2 separate regions of the Drosophila melanogaster genome follow, and region 1 is linked to region 2. The links are chromatin contacts, called in public Hi-C maps. All regions are on one chromosome and are shown on one strand. Each heading gives the region's core, a stretch centred on a gene start, on an enhancer-like site or on the middle of the called end of the contact. The rest is flanking DNA. Distances are from core to core; before and after follow the strand shown. Region 1 holds the start of Rim2 (Replication in mitochondria 2). Region 2 holds the start of cbt (cabut).

Region 1 (6,903 bases), core at 1,234-3,733, 1.2 Mb before region 2:
TAACTGTCCATTTGGAACAATTTTAAATATAAATAAGCCCAACTATTTAAGTAATGGCGGGGATTTCGCAAATATTGTGGAGCACATCCGCCATAAAATCTGAATGGCTTCATCTGCGGTCAGCTATTTAATAGAACACCATGCCTAGATTTAAAGTCCTGATAACAGACACTAATTCGCCCTCGTGGACTTTGTTTTTTGTTTTTTGATTTCAGTGACAGCAACGAGATGACCATCAAAGCGATCAAGGCCCGTCAAATCTACGACTCCCGTGGCAACCCCACCGTGGAGGTCGACCTGACCACCGAGCTGGGACTCTTCCGAGCCGCCGTGCCCTCCGGCGCCTCCACTGGCGTCCACGAGGCCCTGGAGCTGCGCGACAACGACAAGGCCAACTACCATGGCAAGTCGGTGCTGAAGGCCGTGGGCCATGTGAACGACACCCTGGGACCCGAGCTGATCAAGGCCAATCTGGATGTGGTTGACCAGGCGTCCATTGACAACTTCATGATCAAGTTGGACGGCACCGAGAACAAGAGCAAGTTCGGAGCCAACGCCATCCTGGGCGTTTCCCTGGCCGTGGCCAAGGCTGGAGCCGCCAAGAAGGGCGTGCCGCTGTACAAACACATTGCCGATCTGGCTGGCAACAAGGAGATCATCCTGCCGGTGCCCGCTTTCAACGTGATCAACGGCGGCAGCCACGCCGGCAACAAGCTGGCCATGCAGGAGTTCATGATCCTGCCCACCGGCGCCACCAGCTTCACAGAGGCCATGAAGATGGGCTCCGAGGTGTACCACCACCTGAAGAATGTGATCAAGGCCAAGTTCGGTCTGGACGCCACCGCTGTGGGCGATGAGGGCGGCTTCGCCCCCAACATCCAGTCCAACAAGGAGGCTCTGAACCTGATCAGCGATGCCATCGCCAAGGCCGGATACACCGGCAAGATCGAGATCGGCATGGACGTGGCCGCCTCCGAGTTCTACAAGGATGGCCAGTACGATCTGGACTTCAAGAACGAGAAGAGCGACAAGTCGCAGTGGCTGCCCGCCGACAAGCTGGCCAACCTGTACCAGGAGTTTATTAAGGACTTCCCCATCGTCTCGATTGAGGATCCCTTTGACCAGGACCACTGGGAGGCCTGGTCCAACCTGACCGGCTGCACCGACATCCAGATCGTGGGCGATGATCTGACCGTGACCAACCCCAAGCGTATTGCCACCGCCGTGGAGAAGAAGGCCTGCAACTGCCTGCTCCTGAAGGTCAACCAGATCGGCACCGTCACCGAGTCCATTGCCGCCCATCTGCTGGCCAAGAAGAACGGCTGGGGCACCATGGTCTCCCACCGTTCCGGTGAGACCGAGGACTCGTTCATCGGTGACCTGGTCGTCGGTCTGTCCACCGGCCAGATCAAGACCGGAGCTCCATGCCGCTCGGAGCGTCTGGCCAAGTACAACCAGATCCTGCGCATCGAGGAGGAGATCGGCGCTGGCGTCAAGTTCGCCGGCAAGTCGTTCAGGAAGCCGCAGTAAGCGCAGGGCACTTCGAAATTCCAACCACACCAGCCCCATCGAATGAGATCTGGATCTTGGAGAGGGAGCTGGACGCAGTAGATCCATGGAAAGGCGGCGGTGCACGTGTTCGTCAACCTTTTACGTTCGGAACTTGTGTCTGGCGCACAAATACATCAGAATTAAACTACCAAACCCATTTGCTGTCTCTATGCTTCGTTCTTAGACATTATTAATTAATGCTAAACCTTGATCTAATCATTATTTATAAACAAAAGAATAAAAAACACTATGTGCAAGATATTCGTTCAGTTGCCGAGAGCTTTGAATATCTTCAATGTAATCGCTGTAATCGTTATGAAATTATAAATTGATCTACACAAACACCAAATCCACAAACAGACAAGTTATTCACTTCAAAAACGGTTATGAAACAATTGTTGAGACATAGAATTTAAGCGAAAGCTGTTGGAATATTCTTATCGAATATACACGGTGTTCAATAGAGATCTTAATCAGATGGAATAGTACACCAAATATTAAACATATTCAGATTTGTTAGTTGATGTGAAATAAAAAGTATAAAAGTTACTGAATTCTTTTCTTCGATCACTTGTGGCGTTGCCAGATAATCAAGTAAACTCAAGTAAGGGCAACTAAAGTAAAGGCAACTATCTTAAAACATTTTCTGGATTTGGATTAAGATTGAATGGATCTGAATTATTCATTATCTCTGAACTGATGAATGAAGTTATTAAACTTTGAATACGATCTTTTTTCTATCTTTATCTTTGCTTTCCACCAATTAGTCGAGTATTTCAATAAGCTTTTTCAACTTTCTGTGAATAAAATTGAATTTCTAGGGTGGACCAAAATGGCGCTCAAAGTTTCGCACAGAACCGTTGAATTCCCCAGTTTGTTGGTATTTTTTAGGTCGTTTCTTGGCGCCTCGCAGCGGCGGTATGCTTCCACAGTCGCAGTGCGGTCACTCTCACGGACGTGTTTTTTTACATCGGATCGAAAATAAATTAATGCAAAGCTAAATCACAAACGCTAGGGATCGGCGAGCTCGAAATCGAATCAGTGCACCGGCCGACCGACGGACTTTAACTGCGCGCAAGCTAACCGTAGGTTAAGTTAACGCTCAGCACTGCAACCACTGCAGTTGCATAACCGTTGCCGAAAATCAAGTCGAAAAGTCGGAGAATCGCGGCCAAGCGAAAGCCCCAAAAGTTCAAAGGACAATAGAAAGTGGCAAGAGGAAGAGAGGAGAGCGTGCTAAGAGCCCCTCCCCCTGGGGCCCCGCCCCCCACACCTCCGCCCACAAAGTGCCTTAACAATATAGTGCGTTTTGCCAAAGTTAAAACCAAGTGCGCGTCCAAGTAGCCGCCCATTTCGGTGGAGCCTATTCCGGAACTGGGAAGACAACGAAGATGGCCCAGAACACGGCCGACACTCTCATCCACCTGATCGCCGGCGGGTAAGTCTGCCTGCCTGACATTCTCCCTACTGCGTCTTATCGCAGGTCAGGCCATCAGCGTAGAACGAAACCGGTTTGCTCCCGGCCTCTAATTGTAATTGCTCGGCGGGAACGGCGCAATTGGCGATTAGATTTGGGCTGGCCCACGAAGGGGAGCTGAACTATTTTGGCGCCACTGCCAAAAGGGAGCAAACCGAAAAAGAAATGCGGCCAGCGCAGGGAAACACACAACACAAACTGATCTTCGGGAAACATGCTACGTTCACGTGCTTTGCATTAAAAGAAGGGTATTTGTTGTTCGATAAATCGCAGCTAAAGTGAGCGAAATACGCAGAACATATGTAATTAATTAAAGCGCGCCTGCAGCGAACAAACATTCATAAACAGCGCATTTCTGGGTTCATTTTCCGCAGGCAATGTCCACTTGGATTCATTCCGATTCCCCTGGACAGGCAATTGCTTTGTTGTTGTTTCCCTTATGGACTTTTATTGTGGCTTTTATATGCGGCTATTTTTAGACGCGTCGCATCTGAATTTATTTTTGTTTTCACCTGCACCCTACACACACAATGGCCGGCACATTAGTTCTTCCACATTAGTTTGCCCAGCGGAAAACCAGTTTCCAGCGATCGAGAATCGATCCCAAGTCGAGCCCCTGGTCAGTCGGGAAACGATCGCATTTCAATTGAATTACGCTCGAAATACGAACTTTGTTATTTATGCTTGACAGCTCTCAGCTTTAAATAGTTTATTTTTGTTGATATTTATATTTGGGATAGTAAACAAGTGTTTATAGAGTTTGTTTATAAAGTATCTCCTAGTCCATGATAGTTTTTCCACAGAAAATATTTGCTATACTTCGCTCCTTATGACTGCAATCCAGATTTCCACTTTATAAAAACAACAGCTCACCGTTTCTGACAACTTTTGATCGACGCGGGTGGCCTTGGTGAAGGCCTTTGATAGCATGACCCCCCACCTATAATAATTCCGCTGAATGGCACTTCTAATGCCCCGCCACAGTGGCAATCAAGTCTCTCCGGGCAATTTGCCGGCCGGCAGTGCAAGTCCACTTATCAGCGGGGGAAAAAAGCAACCACACAGTTGTGGCACCCACCCATGTCCGTATGTATCCATGTCCGTATGTATCCGTGTCCGTATCTAACGAGTCGCTGCACATATGCGTAGTATATACTTTAGTGGGCTGGAAATACGCTGCACGTTGCAACCTGAGCTGGCTAATACCCCAGTTGTTCTGGCCGCCTTCCACTTGTCGTCGCTTGCCGGGTATCTCGTGTTGGTACACGTTGCGAAAACAAATCGAAAGGCGTAACAACCTTGCCTCCCCGCCACACAATGCTATCGCAGCAAGTAAGCCGCACGGCAAACAATCAAACGACATCCATCTAATCGGGCATCAGAGGCCTCCAAGGGGCTTACATAAGTTGAAGAGGGGCAGTGCACATTACTATTAAGGAACTGCACAGCTAACATTGTTCTAAGATCGGAAAACAGTTTACTTTATTTATAATTTATATCCATTTGTAGCTTAGTGTTTATAGTGAAATATTTCCTACTATCGCCAATTAGCAGCGTTGCGAAATGTCTGATCTATTCCCTAAAATCTTTGATTTGGCACACTAATATTGCGGATTTCGCTATAGCCCACATATAATATAGAATATATGATATAAAATAGATGGTGCATTGTATTTTCCTACATACTAGCTAAAAACAATTCTAAATTGAGCTTGGCAAGCGATTTCGAATTTGTTTTGGTTCTCAGCGAGACAGCACAGGCAAATAAACTTTTTCTGGGACACTGACTCAGTTGAAGGCGAGTGGGGAATGCAACAAACAACAGATCCCAAGGTGTTCGATGAGGTTTTTGGGGGGATAATAGCAATGTCACTATGGCTACAAGGTGCACATTGCTCTTTCGATTCCTCGTCTGCAGTTCAAATAAGATATAGTAACGCGCTTTCTCACATAGTTTCATTATTCCAAACTTTTCCATCGGCTGGCATTTGTTTGTATCTTGCTCGACCAGGTCAAAATATTCAAAAAAAAAAAAAAAAGTATATTCCTCGCCCGGTTTTCAGACGTGTCTCTCTGCACGTACGCATATTTTGAAAAGAGCACCTTTTTTGAAAGGTTGCAATAAGCATAAGAAAGTCACTTCAATGGAAATGGTATATTTTAATCTTTGAACTTTCGATATGATATTAAGATTTATTGTAAAGCCCATTGGCGCACTGAAATTGTGTCAAGGGCGTCTTTTTTTATAACACTCTTGATCTAGACACACATTCTGATATTTCAGAATATATATATATATATATTTATACGGAAGCGAGAAATGCGAATGAAAATTCGGTGATCATATAGAAGATCGCGTGCCAAGAGTTATTCGAAATTAATAGGAAAACATTATTATTCTAGTCTAGAATTAGAGAGCACAGAGCTCGTTCGTAACCCTCGATTCCTTTGACCCATAAACAATAACATTGAAAACTTTCCATAGATTTCGTAATCCATCTCAAAGAAGCCAAAGGCAGCAGGAGCCAAAGAAAAAACGTGAAAATAAAAGCGGCATTGATAAGATGGGAGCCTAGGTCTGCGAAATGCCAAAACCATTGAAAATGGCGTACTATATTTGCGTTGATAAGGAAAGGCTTCCCGAAAAGTTGTCTTTATCAGTCGTCTATGTGTGTATAATGTGTGTGTGTGTGGGGGGCTGCCCTTCCTCGAGCAGTTGGACAAAAGTCACCCCAGCAGAGCTGACGCATTGCCGCCCAGCGGTATTATCACTCAACTCCCCTTCTGTATTTACGTATCCCCCATAGACGATGTCTGCGGGTCCAAAATTTCCGCTCTTATCTCGGCAACGTGTGTGTTTTTTCGGCAGGAATGTCAAGGAACAGATAAATCGCACATTAACTGGTTGCAAATGGCACGATTCTCGCACATGCGTCGCCAAAGGCCATCGATCGGGCATAGCTAAGTGCATATATATAGATCTGAATATATGTGTGATCGGACTGAACGTACTTGGATGCAGTTGTAAACCTTACTAATTGGGCCACAGAGAAACTAAGTACTTGACCCAATATTTATTGAGGGATTTATTTGCGAATGAACTTATACTGCGAGCTACTTTGTGGAGCTATTAATCTCAGCTCACAAGCATGACTGGCACTCTTGCCTGATTTATTGCTAAATGGTATAGCTATAGGATACCCTCTAATATTCATACCCCTCAATTCTAGTTCATCACATGCAAGTGGTGAATCGATTCATTAATCGTTCCACTGAATTGTTTGTCCAACTGTCTGGGTAAATTACCTTCGGCTCACGTGGAATGGGTAGCAGTTAGCTTAATTCTCGCGTGATGTGCCAGCCAGATGCTAATTGGAACCCGTTAGTGCATTGATCAAATGCGTATCATGGTGGTTGGGCTGGAGCGATGAAGGGAAGCTCTATCCAGATGAAGTGACCAAAAGGCAGCATATGGCATGTTAATTGGCCGCAGGTTCCGCAGGCCGCAAAGCCATTATGTCACAGTCATTATGCATACCAGATTCGAGGTGGATCGGGCAGCCATAGAAGTGCTCCGTTCTGTGCCCGGTGGACGTGGCTCACAGATAGACTCCCTGGCTGATAAGAGGCTGCTTTTGTCCGGTCAGTGCAATTCATTCGCTGGCAGGCATCAAAGGTTATCGAGCGTGGAGCCGGGTCAATTCGCAACCAGTTCGCACCGGATTTGAATAGCCGGGAATCGCAGCAATCTCCTACAGATTTGCGAAATCAAACGAGGCAGACGTCTGATTAAATGTTGTTATTTTTACTATTTTATTGCTCCAGGATTAGGGGAGCCATTCGTGTCTGTGCCCAAAGTATCTGTGCCCATCGAT
Region 2 (7,321 bases), core at 2,647-5,146:
GGTCGTCTATGCCCCTTCCCTTGCTCTCTTAGCATTGTGCTCATAGTAGACCCCACTTAGCCTTGCTCCGAAGATTCGTAGACGCCGGTTCTCCGCGTTCCGTTCCATTCTGTTCCGACTTAGCTTCCAACTTTGGAGCAACGCGTCGGTGGGCACGTAGGCAGGGAGAAAAATCGACTTAGGGAGAGCAAGTGCATCATTTTGTAGGGGGGATTAAGATTCGTGATAAGTGGGTGGCAAGGGCCGGAAGAATGGGGGCTAGTTATAGAAAATCTTCTATAAGGGCAGTTTTTATACATATATTTCAAAGTCAGACATCCTTATCACAGATTAAATTAAACCTTCAAAAACATATTGCACTTCTAATTAAATAATTTGGTTTCTTTTGCTGAGCAATAGTGGAAAAAGAGATCGGGAATCACTCATTAGATTCGAGTTAGTCATGTGAGTCTTTATAACAAAGATAAATATTTTGATATTTGGCATATGTGACCGCCATATAGACCAATAAGAAGGTTGCGCGTCATGGTGAAATATGAGATAGTTCATAAACAAATTTACAAGATACTTTCTTTAAATATTGTAGACTTGACAATTACAATACAAGGGGAAATTCCGATTCCATTGATTAGTATCTTTCCATCGAACTAGTTGCACCAATTCGAAGAACCCCCATAATCTGTTCAATTGGGGAAAATCTTCTTGTTTGTAAACATGTTTACATGCGTGCTAAATGGAAATTTCTGATTCTTTTGACTTCTGACAAAGGCTGGTAAGCAATATGAAACCAAGAAACTAACGAAGTCTGCACTTGGAGTCACGAGTTGGGCTCATGACGTCATGGAGAGTTTTGACGATCTTGGCGCTTTTTTCGGACGACGTTGTAGCGTCGTCCACGCCCGCGTGCAAGCAGAGGCCAACAAACAGAAACTGTGTGGGAAATGTTTGTGAATGGGAATCGAGGGAAACTAGGAAAATGGGCGTCGCATTTGACGCGTTTGACGTTGTTGCCGTGCCGAATTATAGACCAGTTCCTTATGACTTTTGGTCAGACTGTGTGCCACTCGTTGAGTACATGATTAAATGGATATATGAATAATATCAATAAGCAGCGTTCTTTTTCGAGGCCCTCTGACGTCAGGGTCCACCTGTGATTGACATTTCGACCAACTCCACCGACGGAAAGTTGTCTGCTTGCGCCTTAGGCTTTATTCTGCATGCGATTCCTCTCCTCGTTAATAAGAAAAAAGGAGCGTAGGAGGCCTTGAACCCGGCAGAAGCTCACGCCAACGTCACGCTTATTATGCTGTGACCTTTGACGCGCAACAGGAGCAAGGAGCCAGCGTGGGTGTGACGTCACCGAGCCAACGAGTCTGCTACGTAATGCCAGATGCCAGAAGAGAGTTACGTCAATGCGCAAACTCGCTCTGCGAAAAACGATGAGTTATATGTACATATAACATACATATACATATATATATTGTATTTCTAAGTCGGCCTTTGACACACCGAAAAAAAGGTATTTTGCTTGCTTTTGTGTTGTAGGAACAAGTTTTGAAATCTAAATCAAAGAGTTATTTTTAGTTTTCAGTATTGTTAGTGAGGAATAAGCAATGAATTAACAAACTAAAAAAATATATGTAATACAGCAATTCTATTGTGCAATTCTATAGCACTGACACTCAGTTTTTTCCAGTAGTCAGCGGCCTACGTGCGTTTCCGAAAATGTGCGTGGGCACACGTGAGTTCTGCGAGTCCAGATTTCGCCATCCCAGATTGAGTGGGTGGGCGTGGGAGCTCCGTGGGCGAATGCAAGTCAAGGGAACTGAACTTGAACCCGCCGGGGAGCCGAGATATACGTCTATTTTTAGATCTAACCTGCGGCTGCTGATTGTGTTCAGCCTCCGCAATGCACATGAATTCCCGCTTGATGGATTTGCGAGGACTGGAGGAGCTGGCCGGTGGGGAGCTTCAACTGCGCCGCAGTTTGCATTCAAAATGCGGGGGGTGGGGCGCAATGGAGAGGGGTGCGGTAACGGTATATCGGCCCATTTACACGCCCACATTCGCGAGAGAGTGGAGGCCATCGCTTCAAGTTCCGCGCAAAATTTACACACGAATTCCGATTCCAATCACAAACACGAAGCAAAGACAAAAACAAAAACGCAAGTACTGCAAACCCCCACACGCACACAAGCGCACAGATAGGCACGCCACAGACTGCTGGCATTTTCGCCTCGTCTCACTCGCACTCACTCACTCGTCCGCTCAGGCAAAGTATCAACAAATGTTCACGTGAACATCATGAGGTCAACGCGTGATACCAGACGGACCCACACAGACACTCACGCACACCATAAAACACGCAGGCGAGCTGTTCAGCCGTCAAGAAGGTTATTTTCGAGGGGTCCACTTGGGCATACCCTCTAAAAGCGGCGATAAAGCAGTAGGAGACGGATGGAATGACATTAATTTAGTAACGACAAATATAAAATTTCTTTTTAGGGAATGTGAAGAAAAATAAAACTTAAACTTTTCAGAGATCTGCATCTAATCTAGCTGCTCCCATGCTACCCCTGAATACCCTACACGGCCTGAACAGTCGCCCCACAAGTCTGGTGTGGGGTATGGCGTGCTAGTTATTCGTTGTTGTTGCGCAAGAGAGCGCCAATAACCACAGCTGTTTCTGCCGCTCGCTCTTTGGTGTGTGTGCTCTGTGTACGAGCCCCTTTTTGCTTTGAAAACTGTTACAGGCGAAACGCGAGCATTGCCAGGTAGAATTTACCCGTGTCCTAGGAGGGTTTTCAAACAAAATAAATGTAATCAATTGACGACTTAATTGAGTTACATGCATTCACTGGTGGTGAATAAGAGGATTTTGAAATGCCTGCTTTTCGTGACTCATCTTTGTTATCTCCCAGTTTCTTGGGCCTGGCAATGCTCCCCGTCAACTGTTGAGCTCCCATACTCTCCTGCTTTCGCACTATGCCTTTCGTTTATTAATGAAATCCGTGTCTGCTTAAAGTCAGACTTCCAAAGTTAATGCAAATATATGCGGCCAGGTCTTAGATTTCAGCTTGAGGGGCGTCTGCCAGGTTTCGAGCCAGTTTTAAAGTATTTTTTCAGCCGATTATTCACAGACTTCCGTGGCAACAACTACGTCAGCTACTCAGACACGGCTTTGGGGTGTGTCTGTGAGTGTGTCGGTTGGTGTGCGCTGTGCACGCGGCTGGGGCATGCACAGCCCATGAATAGACAGCCGATGGAGCCCCACACCCTCCCCAGCTCCTCCTCTACTGACCCGTTCTCTATAGCACCAAACACAAGACCCCGCAGTGAACAGCTGATGACGTCCATGCGTTGATTACGTGCTCTGCGGGCCTCTCTCCTACTGGCTGTGTGTCTGTGTCCTGCACAGAAAGAAATCGCTTCGGTGATTTTTTGGGTCTTCTCGGAAAAGATGGCAACATTTAAAATAGCCATACACTTTTAGAGAGTTTACTAAAAACGATTTGGGTTCACCTGAATCTCTTTTAACTTATTGCCAACCAACATTACAGTCTAAAATTGAGTTAACAGAGATGTCATTCTTTACGGGCTATTTTGTCCGGTGCACGTGGGTTGCTGAGAGGTGAGTGAGCAGGAGACCTGACCTTTTTCTTTTTTGCGCCCGAGAGAGAGGAGCCGAGGAGGTGCTGCCCACGTTGCTGGCTGATGTTCGTCCGGGTTACATTGCACTGGTTGCTCCACTGCCGATGACGATGGCCCGCTCACACACACTTGCCCGTTTCCAAGTGATTACGTCGTCGGCGGCTCCACTCACTCACACTTGCACAGCCTCTGCCGGCAGCGGCGTCGGCGGCGGCAGCTCTGCTGGGAGCTGAATGGCTTTGCCTTTTTCATTCGTCTCTTGAATTCCGAACGCAACGGTTCGCCTTCGCTCCAAAACGGCAAGCGGCACTTGAAAGCGCCAGTGCAAAGTTAGCTGAAGTGCAAAAATCTACACAAACTGAGATTAAACCAAGTGATTAGCCCCGGAACAAAACAAACAAACAAACACAGACTCTTCAATAAAAAAAAGAGAGTGCAACTGAAATTTGAAAGTGCAATGGACATGGATACCTTGCTACCTTCACCACCCGCAACGCCCCCACTAAGGGAAAACAAGTTGGAAATCGTAAGTGACCTACAAAGTGGATATATACAGTGTACGCTAGTGTAATTAGTGCTTATTGAGTGGGGATAGTGCATTCAAGGCAGCGGAAAATCAAACGGAATCGTACTTAGCTCGCTCTCGCTCCCACTTGCCGCGTTTCTAAAAACAAAGTGCCTCGTCCCGCTCGCACTCGCACACAGCCATGCGATCACGCAGCCAACACGCTTTCACGTGAACACCGCATGCACAGCGAGTGATGTGTGAGTGCGAGCGAGAGGCCGCAGCTGAACATTGGACTTGGCACCACTAGGAAAAAACAACAGAAAAGCAAAAGAGAGAAGGTGAGTTGCCAATTGGCAACTGTAGGCGAGCGGTGGAGTGTGAGAGGAAAGAGAGGGCCTAGCCAAAAGCTAGGCAAACAGGCCAAGCCCCAACCCATAAAACCATGTCACATTTCTGGCTCGTTTTTTATCTGGCCAAGAAAGAAACAAACAAACACTGTCGCACATTAGAGCGCAACGTGCCGAGCCCATAAAAAGATTTCGACGTCTTCGCACGAGTCATAATACACCCCTCGCATTCGCCTTCCCCATGAAATCACCCACCTGAGGCACGTCATAATAATACTGGTGGTGTGGCTGCATTTTCCTTGCATGCTTTTAGGCGCAATTTTTAAATGGTTCTAGAATATGCGCCGAAAACGCAACAGTTGCTCATGTTTTCATCCTTAAAAATTAAGTAGTGAAATTTGAAAAGTCCATATTAAGAACAGTTTTTAAAATTTTAAGACATTTTTTGTTTCTGTCAGGAGCACATCAATTTAAAGACTTTTATGTGGTCATCAATACAGTATTCACCTTTAACATTTACATACGTCTATAATTTAAAGCACAGCTGGCAGCAACAGTTAATGAGTAATATTCTGTCACCCCAAACGGCCTTTAAAAGAGTTCAAAAACCGCCAAAAACAAAGTTCCCTTGGCCTTTCGAAGGAGCATTGAACCTGGGGTTGGGCGGGGTATTGCAGGGTGTGTGAAGGTTAACGGTGAACGGCCTTGTCAGCCGCCGGCGTAATTAGCGAATTGCGAGGAAAAGTTATTGTGGGTCAATGCTGGTCAGCGAAAAGTGAATGGGACTGTGAATGTGAATGCACTCCTCAGAACATAAACTCGACAATGTTAACGAACTCTGACTAACCCTGAACTTGTTCTTTCCTTTTCCAGGTCGCCAAGGACGAACAACAGGTGAACGAGAATCTGCTAAAGGCAAAGCTCAAGCTGGTGGCCCAAAAGAGTCAGAAAAATGGAGGGATTATTACACCAAATCCATCGGACACGGAAGACGAGGCTCCCGAAATAGCGGTTCCCAACAAGAAACCCCGTTTGGAACAACCTGCTATGAGCATGACACCGCCGCCGGATCAAAAGCTGGACGATGATCAGAAAGCGGAAAGGGTTAGCGTCATCATGCGGGTCAACAGTTCTGGCGCTGTCTCTTCTAGTAGCCAAGACGAGAACTCATCTAGTTCCACCTCCTGCTGTAGTTCCTCTTCCAACACAAACACAAGTACAAGTTCAGTACCACCCACTGTGGAGGACGACTATCCAGAGGCCAATGTGTGGCGCAATCTCAAGTTCAAAATGAACAGAAAGCGTGCTGCAGAAGTGGCACTACCCCCAGTACAAACACCCGAGACACCAGTTGCGAAGCTTGTAACGCCACCTGCTCCAGCGGAATGCATCAAGGAGGAGGAAATAAAACCTATTCTGACACCGATATATGTTAGCCCAGTAGCTTCGTCTGCCAGCCAACTTATCCTGCTCAGCACAGTGGCCGCCCAACAGAGCCCCACACCCGTACCCAAAACGCCAACAATGTCCGAGGAGAAACTAACAACCAGAATTACGGCCGCCCAGGCGGCGGCCACCAGAAGTCGCATCTACGAGTGCAGTTTTCCCGATTGCGGCAAGAATTACTTCAAAAGCAGTCATCTGAAGGCCCACCAGAGGGTTCACACCGGCGAGCGACCCTTTATCTGCAAGTGGGAGAACTGTGACAAACGATTCTCCCGTTCCGATGAGTTGTCCCGACACAAACGGACCCACACCGGTGAAAAGAAATTCCAGTGCAGCGTCTGCCAGAAGAAATTCATGAGAAGCGATCACCTGTCGAAGCACGTCAAACGGCACAACAAGGACAAGGCGAACGGAGTGAATCGACATGTCTCCCTGGCCAACAACAACACATCAGCTTCGGTAGCGGCTTCCCTCTGCGATGCCTCGCTCCATTTGCGAGCGATAGCACCGGCGGGCTCCAGCGCTAGTTCCTCGCCCATCAGTTCCGCCAGCTTGCAAGTCTACAGCGCCCAAGATCTGCTGAGGCTACAGCAGCAGGCCAGCAGTTTCACCTTCGGCGGAACCCTGCTTCAAGTGCAGCGATGAGAAGAGCAATGCGAGCAGCATCAGAACCAATCTCAGCCCCACAGTATCGCCAGCTAAACAGAGATGAATTCCCACCAAATTTCAAAACAAATTAACATCTGAGTCAAATTCGAAATGCCTTCTCGCTCTCATGTAGCTGGTGTAGACTTAAGCTTAGTTAGGAGCTAGATCTTGTCACCGTTTTGTGCATATATCAACTTCAAATTCAATACGTAATACCCAAATCGGATAGATGCCACTTCTTTCCAGGAGCACACAGCACACTTCTTATCTAAGCGATCTTCTTCAGATTAATATTCTGAATATCCCTAGTGTTTGTACATACTATAAAGAGACGCATTCGGCGTCCAACATCTGTGATATTTAAGTTTTCTTAACTCTTTTCTATTGTACCATAGTTGTCAGTGTAATTCTCTTAAGCTAAAACACACACAATTGTATTTATTGCTAAATGTGAAAAAAAGAAAATGAAAACAAATAGAATAATGGATCATCGCACGATTCCAATCTCAACAAATGAAAATATACATATTTTCCAAAGAAAACTAAAGTTATTCTATGAATTGGGAGGGAAGCGTAATTGGGCAGAAGTCTATTGCGGTGACTTAATTTTTTTTTAGAATGACAAGCCCTATTCCAAATTGTTTATGCTTACCTTTTTAAAAATCTCATCCGACTGAAACAATTTGCAAAGTATGTAGCCCCATTTTGGTATTGAACTAAG

What was found. A called contact is a pair of places that touch in the nucleus more often than the background predicts.
Region 1: a Hi-C map of the Kc167 cell line shows a contact between it and region 2, with 2.2 times the contacts expected there. The contact joins the promoter of Rim2 here to the promoter of cbt in region 2. A contact is called at or near these places in 4 of 107 Hi-C or Micro-C datasets (the Kc167 cell line and embryo).

The regions. Positions count from the first base shown.
Region 1 is chr2L:1,719,968-1,726,870 of dm6, reverse strand. Rim2 (Replication in mitochondria 2) reads left to right here and starts at 2,483. Exons shown (of 7, transcript NM_001258912.2): 1 at 2,483-2,989. It overlaps Eno (Enolase), which reads left to right. Exons shown (of 4, transcript NM_164434.3): 4 at 216-2,103. The coding sequence ends at 1,530.
Region 2 is chr2L:476,263-483,583 of dm6, reverse strand. cbt (cabut) reads left to right here and starts at 3,896. Exons shown (of 2, transcript NM_164384.2): 1 at 3,896-4,177; 2 at 5,380-7,138. The coding sequence starts at 4,109. The coding sequence ends at 6,597. It overlaps ush (u-shaped), which reads right to left. Exons shown (of 9, transcript NM_001272902.1): 1 at 7,253-7,321.